6 separate regions of the Mus musculus genome follow, and all the other regions are linked to region 1. Evidence: chromatin contacts called from public HiChIP or PLAC-seq and promoter capture Hi-C data. All regions are on one chromosome and are shown on one strand. Each heading gives the region's core, a stretch centred on a gene start, on an enhancer-like site or on the middle of the called end of the contact. The rest is flanking DNA. Distances are from core to core; before and after follow the strand shown. Region 1 holds the start of Zfp622 (zinc finger protein 622). Region 2 has its middle 160 kb from the start of Gm36899. Region 3 overlaps Ank (progressive ankylosis). Region 4 has its middle 29 kb from the start of Mir7117. Region 5 holds the start of Ank (progressive ankylosis). Region 6 holds the start of Otulinl (OTU deubiquitinase with linear linkage specificity like).

Region 1 (2,700 bases), core at 1-2,500:
ACAATACCAAAAATATACTTGCTTAACCTGTTAGAACAATTGACATTGAATCAGGGTGAGTTAAAGGCAGGGATAGAACAGAGGATTTGCCAGGCAGTGGTGGCATACGCCTTTAATCCAAGCACTTGGGAGGCAGAGGCAGGTGGATTTCTGAAGGTCGAGGCCAGCCTGGTCTACAGAGTGAGTTCCAGGACAGCCAGGGCTACACAGAGAAACCCTGTCTCAAGAAAAAAAAAATCGAACTGATATGAATTGCTGCTGTTATACACACAGGGTCTCCAAGGTTTAGTACCCACGATGGAGCGTAAAATCACAGATAGATCCTTTTAAAGTTTTAGATGCTGAAAGAGTATTTCGATCATTAAAAGCAACTTCACCTAGTTTGACTTTTTTGTTTGTTTGTTTTTATTAGGTATTTATTTCATTTACATTTCCAATGCTATCCCAAAAGTCCCCCACACGGTCCCCCACCCACTCCCCTACCCATCCACTCCCACTTTTTGGTCCTGGCGTTCCCCTGTACTGGGGCATATAAAGTTTGCAAGTCCAATGGGCCTCTCTTTCCACTGATGGCCAACTAGGCCATCTTCTGATACATATGCAGCTAGAGACACGAGCTCTGGGGGTAATGGTTAGTTCATATTGTTGTTCCACCTATAAGGTTACTTTCTCTAGCTCCTCCACTGGGGGCCCTGTGATCCATCCAATAGCTGACTGTGAGCATCCACTTCTGTGTTTGTTAGGCCCGGGCATAGTCTCTACTTTGACTTTTTATATGGCTACTTGGATTTAAAAATCTCACATGTGGCTCGGATTATATTTTGTGGGACAGTGGCTAGGCTGTACTTTCGGCTCCCAGCAGGGAATCTTTTCTGTTCAAGAGCTCTGACCGCCCCCTTCGCTGCAAAGAGCTTGGGTCGGTTTGGCCTCCGGAAGTTCCACGCTGTCGCCACGTTTGATCCCCCTTTCCAGAGGCGCGAGAGACAGTCTTGACGGGATCCATCTCTCAAGAGCAGTCCCAGAACCATCCCAGGCACCCACGCCCTTCTTTCCCTCACAAGCCCATCCCTCTGACCTCGTCACGGCAAGCGACACAACCGCTAAGCCCTCAGGAGGCAGCGGCATCCTCCAGGCACACGCCCACCTTTGATTGACAGGGCGGATCCAGGCGCGAAGAGAGCGACATGAAACTTCGTCATTTCCGGGGACCCAGGCGGGCCTTCTTAAGCCAGCTGCCAAGAGTTTCCTGTGCGAGTCGGAAGTTCCCTCACTTAGAACTCGGAAGTTCCCTCACTTAGAGCCCGGAAGCTGGTGTCTGGTGTGTCTTTTCCTGGCTGTGGGCGAAGGAGGTTCTCTGCGTTTGTGGGACTAGAAGGCGGCCGGTCAGGCTTAGAAGGTTCTCGGCTGGGTCGTCTCTGTCTTCCGGGCCCGGGGATGGCGGCTCTCACGTGCATCACCTGCCGGGTGGCGTTCCGCGACGCGGAGCTGCAGCGGGCGCACTACAAGACGGACTGGCACCGCTACAACCTGCGGCGCAAGGTGGCCGCCATGGCCCCGGTGACGGCCGAGGGCTTCCAGGAGCGGGTGCGGGCGCAGCGCGCGGTGGCCGAGGCGGCGGAGGCGAGCAAGGGCGCGGCCACCTACTGCACGGCGTGCGGCAAGAAGTTCGCCACCTTCAACGCCTACGAGAACCACCTCGGCTCCCGGCGGCACGCCGAGCTGGAGCGGAAGGCGGTGCGGGCCGCGAGCCGGCGCGTGGAGCTGCTGAACGCCAAGAACCTGGAGAAGGGGCTGGGCGCGGACGGCGTCGACAAGGACGCCGTGAACGCCGCCATCCAGCAGGCCATCAAGGCCCAGCCCTCCACGTCCCCCAAGAAAGCGCCCTTCGTGCCCACGGACGAGTGCGGGAGGGCGGCGGCGGGCGCACGGGGCGTCCCGGAGCGAGACCCGACGGAGAAGCCGCCCCGGCTCCAGTGGTTCGAACAGCAGGCGAAGAAGCTGGCGAAGCAGCAGTGGGAGGACGGAGAGGAGGAGGGAGAGGAAGAGGAGGAAGACGACGAAGACGAAGGTAGGTAAGGGTCCTGTCGGGGTTGGGGCGAGCGGGAGGCTCCGGGAGACATCGCGATGGAGACGAAGGGCTGGGTCCACGTTCAGCGATGTCGCCCTCCCCTGAGGCCCCCAGCCCGAGCCTTCTTCAGTGTTTACCTTTGCGACATCCATTCCCAGGCTGGACCCTGACTTTCTTCTTATCCTTTTACCGCAGCCTTTGAGGGAGTGGGGTTCCAGGCCCAGGGCATCCCGCCTGGATTTAAAGATGTTTCCTGGTTTATGACTTTTAACTAGTTAAGCAGATGGATTGTAGGCCTCCATACTTTTTTGGTGTTTTTTTGGTTTTTCGAGACAGGGTTTCTCTGTGTAGCCCTGGCTGTCCTGGAACTCACTCTGTAGACCAGGCTGGCCTTAAACTTTAGAAATCCCCCTGCCTCTGCCTCCCAAGTGCTGGGGTTAAAGGCGAGTGCCACCACTGCCGGGCTGTAGACCTCCATTCTTATGCTTGCTCCCGGACGCACCAAACTTCGTGTGGACCCGAAAGGGAACAGTATTTGGGGATTTCTATAGGACATTTTAGAGTGAGGGCAGAAGTGGTTTAAATGCCTCACTGCTCTTCATTTCCACAGGGCACTTTGTCTGTCTGCGTCT
Region 2 (2,716 bases), core at 203-2,702, 1.3 Mb after region 1:
TCTAACTGTTAGTAGAGAAAGGACCTTCAAACAGAGATGAACAAGTAGCAACTTATCCATGACCCTCAGTGTCTGATATGCAGGGATGTAATTCAAGCCCAACCACTTGAAGCTGGGGTTATAGCTCCTATGTGCTTGTCTAGTATGCATGAAGCCCTGGGTTTGATCTCTAGCACAACATAAAACAGTGTGGTGGTGCACACCTAATCCTAATTCGTGGGAGGAAAAGATAAGAAAATTAGAATGTGAGGGCATCCTTGGTTATGTAGTGAGTTCAAGGCCAGCCTTGAGATCTTGCCTCCAAAACTAAACAAAGCAAACCCAGAGAATAAACTGCCCTCCTCTCTATGGGAGCGATGGAGTAGCTGAATGATGTCATAGCTCCCTGTGCCCTTCATCTGAGTATGATAGCATTGTACCCAAGCTTGCCTGTAGGTAATGTAAGAACAGAAAAATATAATAGAAAAGCCAAAAGAAAGAAAAACAAGATTGGGTTTGACAAAGTTGTTGAGTTCCACCACACACACACACACACACACACACACACACACACACACCTCCTCTTCTTTTCTTGATCTACAGTTAACTTCTAGGTTCAACATGTCAGCCCAGGGCAAGAATTTAACACAAATCCCCCAAGCTCCTGGGTGGTTTACAATCTAACTATCTGGGCATGTCTACAAAGCCACTGGCAATCTTAAGTTGTGGTTCCAGACAGTTATTGAATTAAGGAAGAAACTTTTTCATTGTCTGAGTTAAATATGATCCAAATCCTTTCATGACCAATATTTTCTACCTTTTTACTTTCTCATAAGATGATGATTTATCCGGAGGAGGAAATAGATATTAGAAGCAAACGGCAAAGTCCTGCTAACTGGTGAATCCGCCACTGTAGAATTACCACCAGCAATGAGAAAACATCCATCAAGCAGACACTGCGCTGTAGAGTCTGTGAACATCAGCCAAAGCGGCAGCCGCAGTCCTGTGCTCCCAGTGTAAAGGCATTCCAAAACCAGAGAACAGAAGCCAGGGTCCCCAGTTGTCCATTTTGCTCTTCAGACGAAACCTCATTACTGTGAATCATTACGTTCTGGTAGCTTTATCTCTCCTGCCTTTAAGCCGCAAGGCTGCAAATTGCCATCTGATGCTTGGAACCTGACCATCAATAATAGGTAACTTTTGGGCTGAGACATTGTAGAAGCACAAAAGACAACCTCAATCTTTTGAAGAATACCAGGGAAAAAAAAACAATAAAAAGTGATCAAGATAGCAGGTTGGCTGCACGGACTACCTCCTTTCCTGTCCCAGCCTATAGAAATACCAGAAAAGGGTTTGGGGATATGGGGAGAGGAGGGGAGGTCTGTGAGCACCTGTGCACAGGCATCACAGGGACGTGAGGTGCTCTGAATTCTTAGTCACCAGGAAGCAGAACTCTTTGATAGGATTAGGAGGTGTGGCCTTATTGGAGGAAGTGCGTCACTGGGGGTGGGCTCTGAGAGTTTCAAAAGCCCACACCCAGGCCAGCGTTTCTTCTTTTTACTTACAATCAGGATGTAGCTCTCAGGTGTAGCTCTGCATGGCACCATGCCCCTGCCAAGACGATAATGGTCTAAACCTCTAAAACAGTAAGTAAACCCCCAATTAGATGCCTACTTTCATAAGAATTGCCTTGGTCACAGTGTCTCTTCACAGCTATAGAACTAAGACAGAGGTTCTCACTGCCTGCTTCTAGTTGCCTCCCTTCTTGCTTCCTCCCGCATCTGCCTAAGGTTCTGCCTGGCCCCCAGCTCTAGCTGCCAGCTCTTTATTATGCCAACAGCCTCAAGCCTGATCCAGTCAGCAGCAGGGCAACGCCCACTCCAGCTCTTTACTATGCAAACGACCTCCAGCCTGAACCAATCAGCAACAAGACAATGCGCACTCCAGCTCTTTACTATGCAAATGACCTCCAGCCTGAACCAATCAGCAACAAGACAACGCCCACTCCAGCTCTTTACTATGCAAATGACCTCCAACCTGAACCAAACAGTACCGGGACAACACCCAATCCATCCCTTTGGGTTGCCCTTTGGCACCGAGGGCTGCTTGACTTCCCTCCACCTTGTAGCTTGCGTTTTAGTAAGCTAATCTCAGAGAAACGTCTTTTGGGCCTTTGAAGAAAGACAAGCATTTACATAAAGAAGGCTTGTAACGGGCTATGGAGAAGACAACACCAAACATTCTGCGCAATGAGAGGATGTAGGTCATCCCAACTGTGGCAAAATCGGGTGAGGACTTCACACCACTGTGGCTCAAGGCAGAGAGCCGAAGGACAAGCCGAACACATCTTGTTATACCCAAGTTGCAGGGACCCCCAAAGACCACCGAGGAGCCAATTGCAATATAAACACACAAGGGTCTTTATTACACGTTTGCAAGCAAGGTTGCAGCGGGTCAGAGTGAGGCCCTGAGTCTAGGAGTGCAATATATGTATTATAGTTACAGCAAGCTTGTGCAATTTCCATACAGGTCAGCAAGTTAGTATTTAAAAACTGCATTTCTGGGGTAATCTGCAGGAACTGAACATGGGGACAAACCACCTGACAAACAGGATGGCTAAGTGTATTCTCTGCAGGATGTCTTAAGCTATCTCAATGTACCTTGACCCTGCTATTGTAGCCTGACGGGCTGTTGCTAAGTGCGGTGTGTTGTCATAGGATGCTTGCTCCTGAGGACT
Region 3 (3,042 bases), core at 10-2,509, 1.6 Mb after region 1:
CCAGGAGAATGTGGAAGAGCAGGTGTTTATAAATTAGCCATGGGCCACCAGACTAAGGCCAAGCCCAGCAAGACCCAGGCAGCCATATTCCAGCCGGTCCCTCCTGGAGTCCTCGTTTGGGATCCTACTGGACTCCTGCTTCTGGCATCTCCTAAAGTTGGCTGTCACTTGGGCGTCTTTCCGCAAGTTGGCAGCATGATCTGAGCCTCCGAACATCTAATTATCACAGCATGTTCGGCATCCCTCCTGTCTGGTGAGGCCTTCAGACCCTCTTCATGCAGTCTGTGCACTCTTTCTGGCTTTAAGGCAGCACTGTGCCCTAAACTGGTATGTGTTGCTACTGCAGGATGCCAGGGCCTGAATAATTTTAGATATGGGAGCCTCTGGAGAGGAGAGGGTAGACAGGCACTTGCTGGGGGCCCTGCCAATCCAAGCCTGTGCTCATTCCACAGCTGGTTGGTCTGTCAAGCCCTGATGTCAGAAGGCACGTGAGTGCCATCCCAGCAGAGGCCCACCCAGCCCTGTGGAGGAGAAATTTGGTACTCTGAAGGTCTTAGTCCAGAGGGAAATCTTCACTATCAGGCCTTCCTTTGACACAGGATCCCTCTTTTGAGTCACAGGTCCCTGCCAACGCTGATAGGTTTGGTGTGATCCAACATTGGTGGGCTCCAAGGATTCGCCTCCACCTTTGAAAAGCTGCAAGGTCACCTACATGCTGGTATTCATAGTGTCTGATTCCCTAGGAGAGCCATGTACTGGTTGATACAGAGACACTGGATCAAAAATGCCCATCTTAGGGGCTTGAAGCTGGAATCCGGGTCTGCAAGGCCTCCCACGTCCTCAGTTTCCCCATCTCAGAGTGGCTTGCTGTAATTCAAGGGCTGCCTGGCTTGACTCCCTTTTTGTCTGCTACTCTTGTTTAAGAGGCAGCATGTGCCCGCGCTGGCTGCAGCAGGACCACCTGCTGTCACCCCAGCATCCCAGGGAAGCTGCAGTTCAGTGAGGCTTGTCTCTTCTGGAACCCCACAAACTAGAAAATGTCAACACCCAAGTTGTTAAAGGTTAAAAGCCACTATCAGAGGTTCTGTTCGGGTGGCCTCTTTGTCCAGATTAGCTGTTGAGTTCCCATGAATGACCCAGTCTTACCTCCCTGTTGCTAAACTACCCTCCTGGGCAGCTGTCACTCAGCCTTCCAGGGTGACTGCTGGGGCCTGTCCTAGCCTTGGTACCATGCTGACCCTTTGTCTAGAACAAAGGCTGCCTGTGTCAGCCTTTGTTTCTGCTGTGGTCCCTCCCTCGAACCATGAGGTGGAGACTGCTTCCTCACTGTTCCATTATCCAGCAGAAGAAAATGCCTCCCTTGTGTGAGGGGGAGGGGAAGGGGTAGAAGGTAAATGGACAGAGGTCCAGGCGTTCTCAGACCAAGTCAGGATGCGGTTCTTTCCAGTGCCTTGGGGCATCCTGGAAATAGGGAGAGGGGCCTGGTAGAGGGCCCTGTCCTAGAGCATCTGTGACAGAGGCACCATCCCAGAATCGTATAAGGACTATGTGAGAAAAAACATGGAAAGTTCTTGGCCTGGGGTAACTGCTCAGAGTCTGTTGCACAGAGCTGTTTCCCTCCCCGCCCGCCCGGTTCTCTGGGAGCTGTCAGGGTAGGGCTTGTTAATTCAGCAGCCCCTGCAGAGCCGAGAGTTTGTCTCATGGGCTGGAGAGACTTAGGCATCCAAACAATGAAAACTGGTCTCCATGCCTTCCTCGTAATAGACTGTGCATGTCCACATGTGCTGTGAGAAAACAGATGATCAAGCATGTTGTATTGTTATCATTTTCCCCTTTTCTCAGAATTTGGTGGCATTTATGTGTGTGTGTGTGTGTGTGTGTGTGTGTGTGTGTGGTCATGGGTGTATGCAGATACACGTTAATCATGTGTGTTCACGCTGAGGTTGATGTTAGGTGTCCTGCTCCATAGCTCTCCACTTTGGATACTTTAGTTATTTTATTATTTTTGTTTTATGTGTGTTGGTATTTACCTAAATATATTTCTGTACATCATATGCACGCAGTACCCTCAGAGACCAGAAGATGGCACAAGATCACTTGGGACTGGACTCACAGATAATTGAGAGCCACCATGTGGGTGCTGGGAATTGAACTTGGCTCTTTTGGAAGAGCAGCCAGTATTTTTAACCATTAAGCCAGCTCTCTAACCCCCAAAGGGGTTTGTTCATTTCAGCTTTCACTAGAAATCCCTTGTCTTTGCTCCCAAGGGCTGAGACTCCTGGTAGCCAACAAGTCTTCACGGCATCGAAGGTGGGCACTGGTTATCTGACCTCTGGCCCTTGGGCTTGCATAGCAGAAACTTTATATCCTGATCCATTTCTTCAGCTCCCTTTGAAAACATAGTAGTCGTAGTCAAATACACATAATACAAACTTAGCATCTTGCCCATTGCGACTTTACAGTGAGGTACGGTCCTATGGTTGATTGTACTACCTCCTCGCATCCACAGAACTCTCAACCAACTGAATGTGTTTTCATTAGGCCCCATCCCCTAAGTTCCAAATTCTGAAAAGCTACTTACTGAAAAGCTACACTGAAGCTAGCATGTGGACCTTTCTAGACATCCTTCAGACCTGTTAAGGACTAGAATGGAACATTCTGTAGATACCTCCTGTGGAGCTGGCAGGCCCCGGACACCCAGCTCCTCTTCTGCTTGGTGCATGGCACCCCCTGCTGTTTGAAATGTCGCCTTGCTTCCAAGCAGTGTTCTGTGACTTATCAGGAATCTGGGGTCATAGCAGAAATGACAACAGGGCTCTCAAGAAGAATGAGTTCATCCCATCCAACCTCAATCGGAGGGCTGACTTTCATCTCCTTACTCTGTAGAAAAAGAGGGATGCTAAAACTACATCTGAAGGTGTTTATCTTCACGATGGATACACTTTAGAAGAAAATGGTAGCATTTATTACAGATTATTCACGATAAATGTGTAATAACCATGCTTGCCAGCAGGCCGGATGGAGAATATCAGGTGACACGTC
Region 4 (2,970 bases), core at 98-2,597, 1.6 Mb after region 1:
CAGCTGTCGGTTCCATTTCCTGGCTGAATCCTGTCCTAAGGAAGTCCATATAGAAGCCATTTCGACAGTCCTGCCTATGGTTTTGTTGCTACTAGCATCCGCGTGTTTTTGGTGTGAGGCTTGGGGGATTTTACCCGGAATACCGCTGAGCAGGCTGCACACTCCAGCTTTGTGTCTAAGAAGTGATGAGGGGCTGGTTAAGTGAGGCTGTTCTCAGTGTCTTGGTCCTCTTATCCTAACCAGTCTTTTACTCACCAGTCGCTTCATTTCCTAACCTTCACTAAGATCTCCCCGTTTCCCAGATTTACATATTAAGTTTAGCCCTTTACCCTCAGTAGCTAAAATCTAGGTGAGCGAGCGGTTTTCTTCCTCCAAACTTCTTGTGGTAGCTAAATAACTTATTCTTTACATTGTTTTTCTGCATTATGGTGCTTTTTACTTCCTACCACTTTGGGCATAGTCTTCTTTGAGCCTTCCCCAGCTTCTCTGCCCCGCTCAGAATATGGAAATCCCAATGTCAGCCAGGTCTGAGAAGAGTCTGTAACTCCTACCATCTGTAGCCCTGCCTGCAGACTTTCCCAGGAAAGCCCTGCTTTTCAAGATGTGCCATTATAACCCAAAAGATTAGTTGTTCAAATTCCTCGTGTTTTGTTGTTTTATTAATATCACAGACCCATAATCCCTATGGTTACGACCATCCCACCACTTTAAGACTGGAGGTTTCTTCCTTCCTGGTCTTTTGATTACATCTATTCTGCTTATGTTGGGAGTTTTCCTTGCTTTATTGTTTTGCCTTTTGAAATAGTCTAACTAGCCAAAGATGGCCTGAGACTCATAATCCTCCTGCCTCCACTTTCCATATGCTGATTATACATACTTATCATCATGCCCATTGCATTTGTGAAACCTTAGGAGGTCAAGTTCTTTGTTTCCACCAAGGTATGTGGGATATAGGCATCTTCATATCTGGCTAGCATCAAGGTGAGCTTAGTCACCTGGCTACCTATCCTAAAGGCAATACAGAGATGCGCTGGCCCAAGTAACAGTGGCTTTCCTTGGGGAAGAATGGCAGGCACCACAGGGTAAATTTGCACCTCTCGCCCATTTCCATGACATCCCTCCCTGTCTAGCAGTTGATGAGACACCCTGAACTGTGAACAAGGTGAGGGATAGAGGGATCTCTGAATGCATTCCAACAGGAGACCGTGAGCTAAGCCTTGGTCTAGCCCAGGGAATGAGGCTGGTTTAGGGCAGTACATGTAAGTTAAGATCCCTGGCTCCATCTCCTTCCTCAGATTCCAACTTTAGAGAGGCAGAGCTCAGCAGCGAGTTATAGCACTCTCGTACTCAGGAGATTGAGTAATACTCTTGTCATTCTTTTTGTTTGTCTTGTTCCCCATTAGCACATAGCACTGCTCATGCCTTCTGAAAAACTATAAAACCTACTTGTTCCTCGGCTACACAAGATCGCCACTGGAGCTTGTCCTTTCTCCATTCCTTCTTTTTTTTTTTTTAAGATTTATTTATTATTGTATCTAAGTACACAGTAGCTGTCTTCAGACACATCAGAAGAGGGCATCAGATCAGATCTCATTACAGATAGTTGTGAGCCACCATGTGGTTGCTGGGATTTGAAGTCAGGACCTTCAGAAGAGCAGTCAGTGCTCTTAACCACTTAACCACTGAGCCATCTCTCCAGCCCCTTTCTCCATTCCTATACGTCAGGAGGCATGAAAAAAGTCATTTCCTGGTCTCCACTACCTACCTTCTGTCTGTGAGAGCCCCACACAAGTCCTTGCTATCCACCTTCCAGGTGCATTTCCAGCAGCTGGAACAAAAGCAAGCTGTTCTGTGCACAGCAGGTCTCTCTCTCCTCAGCAAACTCACCAGGACTGTTGTTGGAAGCCTGTTTTGCAGGCAGAGGGCGTCTTTCTCCAAATCTGAGGCATGCCATCCACACCACACCTGAGAAGGACTGCACGACTGAGATAAAGAACGATTTTAGGGAGGGTCAGTAACTTACTTAAGCCCAGCTCATCATGCTTAGAGTAGGTAGTAGAACTGTCCTTCAACCCAGACCCACAGCCCAGCGTATACACCTTTAGGTGCTGTGCTGGTCACATCATCTCGACTAACTTCAGCTACCAACAACACACCAAATCCTAACCCCTCTACCCACAGAGGCAGAAGATGTCAGAGTGGGTCTCAGGACAACACAGGCCTACAATGGGATGCTACAAAGTTAACATGTGGGTCTCAGTCTGTCACAGTCCTTAAAAGTAGACATTTAACTGCAGCAGCAGAACAAGCTTCTAAGTTTTATTTTCTAAGTTTATTTTTAGTTCTTTCCATAATCCTTCGCATCTGAGTATGTTAAAGGGATCAGAAGCAAAGACCCAGAGTAGGCTCAGCCTCTGACCTTGAAAGACCTTGAAGACGAGAGACACTACAGACGACAGGAGACTCTCACCGCACCAGCCAGGCATCTGAGATGAGTTCACAGTGGGACGCAAGACCCCAAAGCGCCCACATCGCAAGGTTATGCTTTCAGGGCAGTGAGCATCTGACCAAGGCTGCCATGTCCTGGTGAGATTAGAGCAGGCTCTGCTACTCAAGGCAGCAAGAGCACAGCGAGGTCATAGTGCAATCGCCCATCATGATGAACCCCGGGGAGGGGAGGGGAGGGGAGGGGAGGGGAGGGGAGGGGAGGGGAGGGGAGGGGAGGGAAGCACCTTCCCATAGGCAGAATCTAAAACTGGGCTGCCATCCTCCCCAAGGTACTAAGCTGCAGGTGACAAGGCCAAAGGCCTTCCATAGGCAGAGCAGAAAGGAAACGAAGTTCATTGCCTGCACTCCCCCGGGGAACCTCGAGTCGCAGCCTCTGATGGCTGCTGTGGTCTCTCGTAGGACTGACTACCAGAGTTTTAGCACCACTTATGGGAATGCAGATCAAGGGGATTCTCCTAGTTT
Region 5 (2,830 bases), core at 285-2,784, 1.5 Mb after region 1:
CTGGAACTTACAGCAATCCTCCTGCCTCTGATTACCTTCAAATATAGTATTAATATGAGCCTTACAGAGATAAAGGGAATGGGTTCATTTCTTAGGACAAAATACTTGAATGTTTTAAGTAATACACAAGTTTAACTCATTATGTTTATTTTAAAAGATGTGTCAAGGCTATACAGAGAAACCCTGTCTCGAAAAACCAAAAAAAAAAAAAAAAAAAAAAGATGCATAGGAAGATACAAGTTGAACAAACCATCTATCTCAACTGCTACAGAATGAAAAGCTAAGGCCCCTTGTTCAGAAATTCATCATTTCAAGAGGGCAAGACCAGGGTTTGAAGAAAACGATGTTTCAGCAGTTAGGAGCACCGACTGCTGCTCTTCCAGAGTCCCGGGTTCCATTCCAGCACTCATATGGTAGCTCACAATGTTCTGGAATCCAGGAGAAGCTCCAATGCCCTCTTCTGGGCTCTGTGGGTGCTGGACAAGCATGTCATGCACAGACAGACATGCAGACAAAAAAAAATATCTGCCCATAGACATAAAATAATAAAATAAATATTAATGAAAAGTATTAAGGCAAAAACAGAGAGCCAAAGCAGGCACAGGACCCTCTACGAGCTAAGCTTTTTTGTGTGACTGTACTCGTCTCTTGGAGGCCAGCCCCGCCCTGCTGTGAATGCTTCAGTCACTGGCTTGGACCCTTTTTTCATACACTATACTGGGACACCGGCTGATGCTGGCTTTGTCAAGCTTTTCAGTTTTAGGTAAAAGTCTCAGCTCAGCAACTGATTTATCATGAAATCACTGGGGACATATTATAACACAGCCGAGCAGATTTTCTTTCCTTTTTTTTTTTTTTAAGCATATTTACCGGTCGACTTTTAAATAAGTAAACGGTTGCACATTACTAGCAAAAGCTGGAGACCGGTATGGAGCATCCCAGAACCCTAGTCCAGGACGGACAGTCAGTCCCTGCCACCCGGTGTATTTTTCCCCAGGGTCTGCAGATCTCTGTCACGAGAGATGCGAGATGCTCGTTTTGGTAAACCATCCTTCTCTCCCACTAATGCAGCCGTATCCCCATCACCCTAAAGCAGCTCCCAGTCCGCCTCAAGGCCGCCCGGACGCCGAGGCCTTTCCAGCTCGGTTGTCCCCGAAGCTCTACTCCTGGTTCCCAACTCTGGAGACGGCGCTCACACGGCCTTGCCGGACGCTCCGGGGACAGCATGGGGCTGTCGGTGTCGGGTCACCCGGAGTCCCCGCCCGCTCGCCCGCCCCGCCTGACTCCCCGCTCCGCGCGCTCGGCTCAGGCGGCGCCCCGGTCCCCCGCGGGCGCGGACGGCAGTGGCCTGTGCGAGCGCAGCGCCCCCCGCGGCCGAGCCGTGCGCAGCGGAGCGGGGAGGCGGCGCCGGGCCGGCCCCCTCCCGGGTCGCCAGCGGTGTCGCGCCTCCGCCCGCCCCTGATTTCCTCCGCGCGGCGCGGCGGCGGCGGCGGAGGCGCCTCGTGCGCGCGGTTATTTATTTATTTCCGGGCCCAGAGCGCTTATAATGGAGCCGCTGTCAGCAGAAGCCTCTGCTGCCGCCGCCGCCGCCGCCGCCGCTGCCGCCGCTGCCGTCCCTGTCCCTCCTCTCTTTCTCCCCGGCAGATCTTTGTTGTGTGGGAGGGCAGCGGGGATGGACTTGAGCTCGCGGCTCTCCTGCTAGAGCAGCAGCGCTTGGAGAGGACGCCGCCGCCGCCGCGAGCAGCCGCCGCCCCAGGCCCCGCCGGCCGCGGCCTCCGTCCCCGCGCTGCGCTCCGCGCGCCTCCCAGCACAGTGCCCTCGCGGCGGCAGATGAGTGTGGGGTCAGCCCACGGCGGGGACTATGGTGAAATTCCCGGCGCTCACGCACTACTGGCCCCTGATCCGGTTCCTGGTGCCCCTCGGCATCACCAACATAGCCATCGACTTCGGGGAGCAGGTAAGCCCGGCCGCGCCCGGTGCGCCTCGCTCGCCCAGCCTCGGCCTTGGATGCCGGGCGCCGGGGGGATGCGGGAGGAGAGGAGTCACCTGCTCCGAACCCCCTTTACCCTGGACCATTTGACGTGGCTTTGCGGCTTGTCGAGGGTGACTTTTGCAGCGCCCCATCCCCTCCCTCCGCAGATATTGGAGACTTTTCCAGCGTTCTTTGGAAAATAGCAAGCGACGGGATGATGGGGAACTTCACCTATAGAAAGGGGTTTAGTGCTCGGGATGAGTATTATGTAATTTGTGATTATGTAAACCTCGGGCCCAGAACTGCATGTAGTTTCTAGTAGCATTTAGTGCTGGCTTTTTACTTGCACAGGGTTTGGTGATGGTAGTGATGGTGGGAGAATTTGCCTTACAATGTCTCCAAGTTGATTTCCCACGTACTTCCAAATTTACATCTTTGCATGTAGCCTAGGTAAGGATTAGGGGTGTCCAGGAGGTACCTTGCCTAGAGGATCACTGATTATATCTACTTTAGGATATCTGTTCTCTCTCTCTCTCTCTCTCTCTCTCTCTCTCTCTCTCTCTCTCTCTGTGTGTGTGTGTGTGTGTGTGTGTGTGTTCTCTCTCCTCTCTTCCTTCCACCCCTTTGGACGAGAGCACATTTCTGGTGCTGCCTTCTCATTCTTTTTTCACGCTATCTCCATGTGGCGTCATTACCAATCTGGTGCTGCAGGCTCTCCCGTGGCGGTGAGGCACTGGTACCCTTTTGCAGGGCTTCCTGGCAGTTGCAGTTACAGCCTAAGGTCCGGGAGAGGGTTTGGGGGTGGGAGCTGGACCTTTTCAAAAGTGTAAGATAGACCTACTTTTGCAAATGTACTAT
Region 6 (2,720 bases), core at 159-2,658, 1.7 Mb after region 1:
TCTCCTATGCTCCTAAGTCCTCCCTCAGCAGTTATATTCGAAAGGGAAACGTTTTCCACAATCTTATCCTTGAATCTCACTTTGTCCTGCAAACCTACAGCAGACCCCACAGACTGAAACAAACGAAAGGTCCCTCTCTCTCCTTGGGCTCAGCGCACTGACACGCCTTGGACTTCGTGCAGAGAAAGGAAACGTTCTTGGTGGTTTTGTTAAGCCAAAGTAGGCATTCTGCAGTCTCCCAAACCAGCTCTTTCCCAGTCATGTCCTTGCCTCTGTTTCCAACTTTCTTTTCTCTGCCAAACTAAAGGAAGAAAGAAACAAAATAAAAAATGTTCGACTGGATACGCCCACAGGAAATACTTGGCTAATTCTATAATAACCTGAGGTGCATAAAGGTTAAACAAATGAGTTAATTCTCTAAACTTCAGAGACTTGGGTAATTTAGTCACAGACTAGGCTGGGAGAGGCCTTCGGAATTAACTTGTCCAGCATGCATTTCACGAATGGTTGATGTCTTGAATAACTCCTACCCAGACACTCTAGGGTGGACTGACGTCCAGACCTCGTGTCCTGAACAGTGTTGCTTCCACTACACAACACAGTGCTGTGTCAGAAGCTCCTACTAGGACGGAGAGCAGCAATTAGGAACATTCCCGGTGTCCAACAACCCCATTTACACACTGAAAGCAAGAACACACACAGCTTAGATTCACTACTAGGCTCACATTCCTTGAGTGGTAGATGGTGAAACACAGGATCCAGCGTGTGGCCCAACAAAACCTAGAGAAACTGAACCACGGACACAGCTGTGGGACCGGAAGAAAGACATTTCATCTCTAAGGTCTTTGGAGAGGACAGACCACTGCTACCCAGTGGGGCAGGGGCCCGAAATGCAATAGCGATCTACTGTCACCCTGTCCCCTTGGTGAGCATTTTTTTCCCCCTAAAGTCAAGAGTGTTCTCTGCGGTTTACAACTCTGGTTGCTGAAAAGGTGTGGGCCACATCCTCTCAAGGCGCAAACCCCGGTAGCTTAGTTTACAACCAAGTTGCTCCCTCGAGGACACCGACCAGCTTGTCCACGCGCCCGGGTACTCCTGGATAGACCCGCCTCTCTCCGATGGCCGGGGACTCAGATGCAACCCACGCACAGCCACGCGCGCGAGGTGTAGCCGTCCCCGCGCCACAAGCACCCTTCGCTCTCCCTCGCCCACCCTCCGCCGCCACTACACCCTCCGGGAGACTGTGCTCATCCCGGCGCCCACCTGAGGTGGTCCGAGCGCGCTCCCGCTCCCGCGGCGCGCTCCTCGGCGCCTCCATGCGGGATGCGCGCCTCCACCCGCGCGCACCCTCCGCTACAGCCCGGCGCCCCGCTCGCTTCTCCGCAGCCGCAGTCCCGAGCTCAGCTACTGTGACAGCCGTCCGTGCTCCCGCCCTGAACGCAGACTGACGCCCGGTGCCGCCACTCAGAAGCTAGGGCGGAGTCTAGGGCGGAGCCTCCGCGCGAGGTAGGCGTGAAGGGCGCGGCGGCGTGGAAAGCTCAGAAGCTCAGCGATGGGAGCGCTGCGGAGGCCGCGGCTCTGCCCCTAGGGCTGCACCTCCACGCTCACCCTGGGCGTTCCACTGGTTCGGATCTAGAGTCCTCTCGGGAGCTCTGCACCAGAGCCAGAGAACTTGGGGAAGAGACTGATGGGCCGAGGGACCGAATGCCCCTCACCAGCTCAGGACAGCTTGGTGCCTCGATTCCCTGTTCACCACGGGACAAACCTGCTATGTCTGCGCCGGAGAGCTAGAGGCTGGGATCCAAAAGCAACTGCACCCGGGGCTTGTTCCACTACGTGGGGCAGGGCTTCCTCGTCTTTCTGCATGGGTCAGCACATTCGGCTAATGCGTGCTTGGAACTGTTTAGGGACGAACAAGAGCATTCTTGACAAAAAGTGGTTCCATAAAGTAATTTCTTAATTGTTAAAAAACAATACAAAAAGCTAACAGAAAAAGTAAATGGCCTAACAAGAAAAGGATACAAGATTTTTTTTGCTCCTGATTAACTAATTTGATGGACCCCTCCTTTTTTCCAGAAGAAGACAAGAGAGGGGGAGGGGAAGAGGGAGGGGGAGGAGAAGAGGGAAGGGGAGAGGGAGGGGGAGGAAGAAGAAGAAGAAGAAGAAGAAGAAGAAGAAGAAGAAGAAGAAGAAGAAGAAGAGAAGAGGAGGAGGAGGAGGAGGAGGAGGAGGAGAAGAAGAAGAAGAAGAAGAAGAAGAAGAAGAAGAAGAAGAGGAGGAGGAGGAGGAGGAGGAGGAGGAGGAGAAGAAGAAGAAGAAGAAAAAGAAGAAGAAGGAGAAGAAGAAGAGAAGAAGAAGAAGAAGAAGAAGAAGAAGAAGAAGAAGAAGAAGAAGAAGAAGAAGAAGAATCATCTCCATGAGTACTTCCTTTTTCTCCAGTGCAGACAGATTCCAAATACAAAAAGACTAGCATGCAAAATATCCTGGCAGCCTCCGGAAAAATAAGCGCCATAACTAAAGAAACATGTGGAAACAGCCTGGAATTTTGTGTGAGTTCAATAGCCTTAGGGCTATGTCAACAAGTCATTGAAACATTGCAAGTCTCTCTGGATCTCAGAACAAAGGATCAAAAGGATCGTACATCTTTAGTCTTGCCTCAGAAATCCCTGTCAGACCAAAAGCCTGAGTCAGCAGCACCAGGCAACTAAGAGAGCTGGCTC

The links. Promoter capture Hi-C pulls out the DNA fragments that hold promoters and counts their contacts. HiChIP or PLAC-seq counts read pairs in DNA pulled down with a chosen protein or histone mark. Capture Hi-C pulls out chosen DNA fragments and counts their contacts.
Region 2: a contact with region 1 is called in an H3K4me3 HiChIP or PLAC-seq map of embryonic stem cells, with 5 read pairs. The contact joins the enhancer-like site here to the promoter of Zfp622 in region 1. A contact is called at or near these places in 2 of 39 promoter capture datasets (hippocampal neurons and pre-B cells), 1 of 15 datasets of contacts at CTCF or cohesin (large pre-B cells), 3 of 484 Hi-C or Micro-C datasets (the N1E-115 cell line and cortical neurons) and 2 of 115 datasets of contacts at active chromatin or transcription factors (embryonic forebrain and embryonic stem cells).
Region 3: a promoter capture Hi-C map of embryonic stem cells shows a contact between it and region 1, with 4 times the contacts expected there. The contact joins the enhancer-like site here to the promoter of Zfp622 in region 1. A contact is called at or near these places in 1 of 39 promoter capture datasets (embryonic stem cells), 1 of 484 Hi-C or Micro-C datasets (cortical neurons), 3 of 115 datasets of contacts at active chromatin or transcription factors (forebrain, large pre-B cells and microglia) and 2 of 9 other capture datasets (adipose tissue and liver).
Region 4: an H3K27ac HiChIP or PLAC-seq map of microglia shows a contact between it and region 1, with 10 times the contacts expected there. The contact joins the enhancer-like site here to the promoter of Zfp622 in region 1. A contact is called at or near these places in 1 of 15 datasets of contacts at CTCF or cohesin (large pre-B cells), 4 of 484 Hi-C or Micro-C datasets (the N1E-115 cell line, cortical neurons, palatal mesenchyme and 1 more), 5 of 115 datasets of contacts at active chromatin or transcription factors (astrocytes, embryonic forebrain, forebrain and 2 more) and 2 of 9 other capture datasets (adipose tissue and macrophages).
Region 5: a promoter capture Hi-C map of adipose tissue shows a contact between it and region 1, with 2.6 times the contacts expected there. The contact joins the promoter of Ank here to the promoter of Zfp622 in region 1. A contact is called at or near these places in 2 of 39 promoter capture datasets (embryonic stem cells and hippocampal neurons), 4 of 484 Hi-C or Micro-C datasets (cerebral cortex, cortical neurons, embryonic stem cells and 1 more), 1 of 115 datasets of contacts at active chromatin or transcription factors (astrocytes) and 1 of 9 other capture datasets (adipose tissue).
Region 6: a contact with region 1 is called in a promoter capture Hi-C map of embryonic stem cells, with 4 times the contacts expected there. The contact joins the promoter of Otulinl here to the promoter of Zfp622 in region 1. A contact is called at or near these places in 1 of 39 promoter capture datasets (embryonic stem cells) and 2 of 9 other capture datasets (adipose tissue and liver).

The regions. Positions count from the first base shown.
Region 1 is chr15:25,983,116-25,985,815 of GRCm38.p6, forward strand. Zfp622 (zinc finger protein 622) reads left to right here and starts at 1,251. Exons shown (of 6, transcript NM_144523.3): 1 at 1,251-2,068. The coding sequence starts at 1,435.
Region 2 is chr15:27,302,564-27,305,279 of GRCm38.p6, forward strand. No RefSeq gene overlaps it. Among named protein-coding and RNA genes, the nearest start is that of Gm36899, 160 kb to the right of the region's middle. Within about 2 kb of position 1,453, at least 19 of the 459 cell types and tissues checked have an H3K27ac peak or open chromatin away from gene starts, as enhancers often do. A contact at or near this core is called in embryonic stem cells, where this site is marked.
Region 3 is chr15:27,580,547-27,583,588 of GRCm38.p6, forward strand. All of the region lies in intron 8 of Ank (progressive ankylosis), which reads left to right. Among named protein-coding and RNA genes, the nearest start is that of Mir7117, 11 kb to the left of the region's middle. Within about 2 kb of position 1,260, at least 48 of the 459 cell types and tissues checked have an H3K27ac peak or open chromatin away from gene starts, as enhancers often do. A contact at or near this core is called in embryonic stem cells, where this site is marked.
Region 4 is chr15:27,599,369-27,602,338 of GRCm38.p6, forward strand. It overlaps a transcript of Otulin not described here. Among named protein-coding and RNA genes, the nearest start is that of Mir7117, 29 kb to the left of the region's middle. Within about 2 kb of position 1,348, at least 7 of the 459 cell types and tissues checked have an H3K27ac peak or open chromatin away from gene starts, as enhancers often do. A contact at or near this core is called in macrophages and microglia, where this site is marked.
Region 5 is chr15:27,465,143-27,467,972 of GRCm38.p6, forward strand. It overlaps Ank (progressive ankylosis), which reads left to right and starts at 1,535. Exons shown (of 12, transcript NM_020332.4): 1 at 1,535-1,957. The coding sequence starts at 1,862.
Region 6 is chr15:27,680,134-27,682,853 of GRCm38.p6, forward strand. Otulinl (OTU deubiquitinase with linear linkage specificity like) reads right to left here and starts at 1,409. Exons shown (of 8, transcript NM_001242423.1): 1 at 1,264-1,409. The coding sequence starts at 1,318.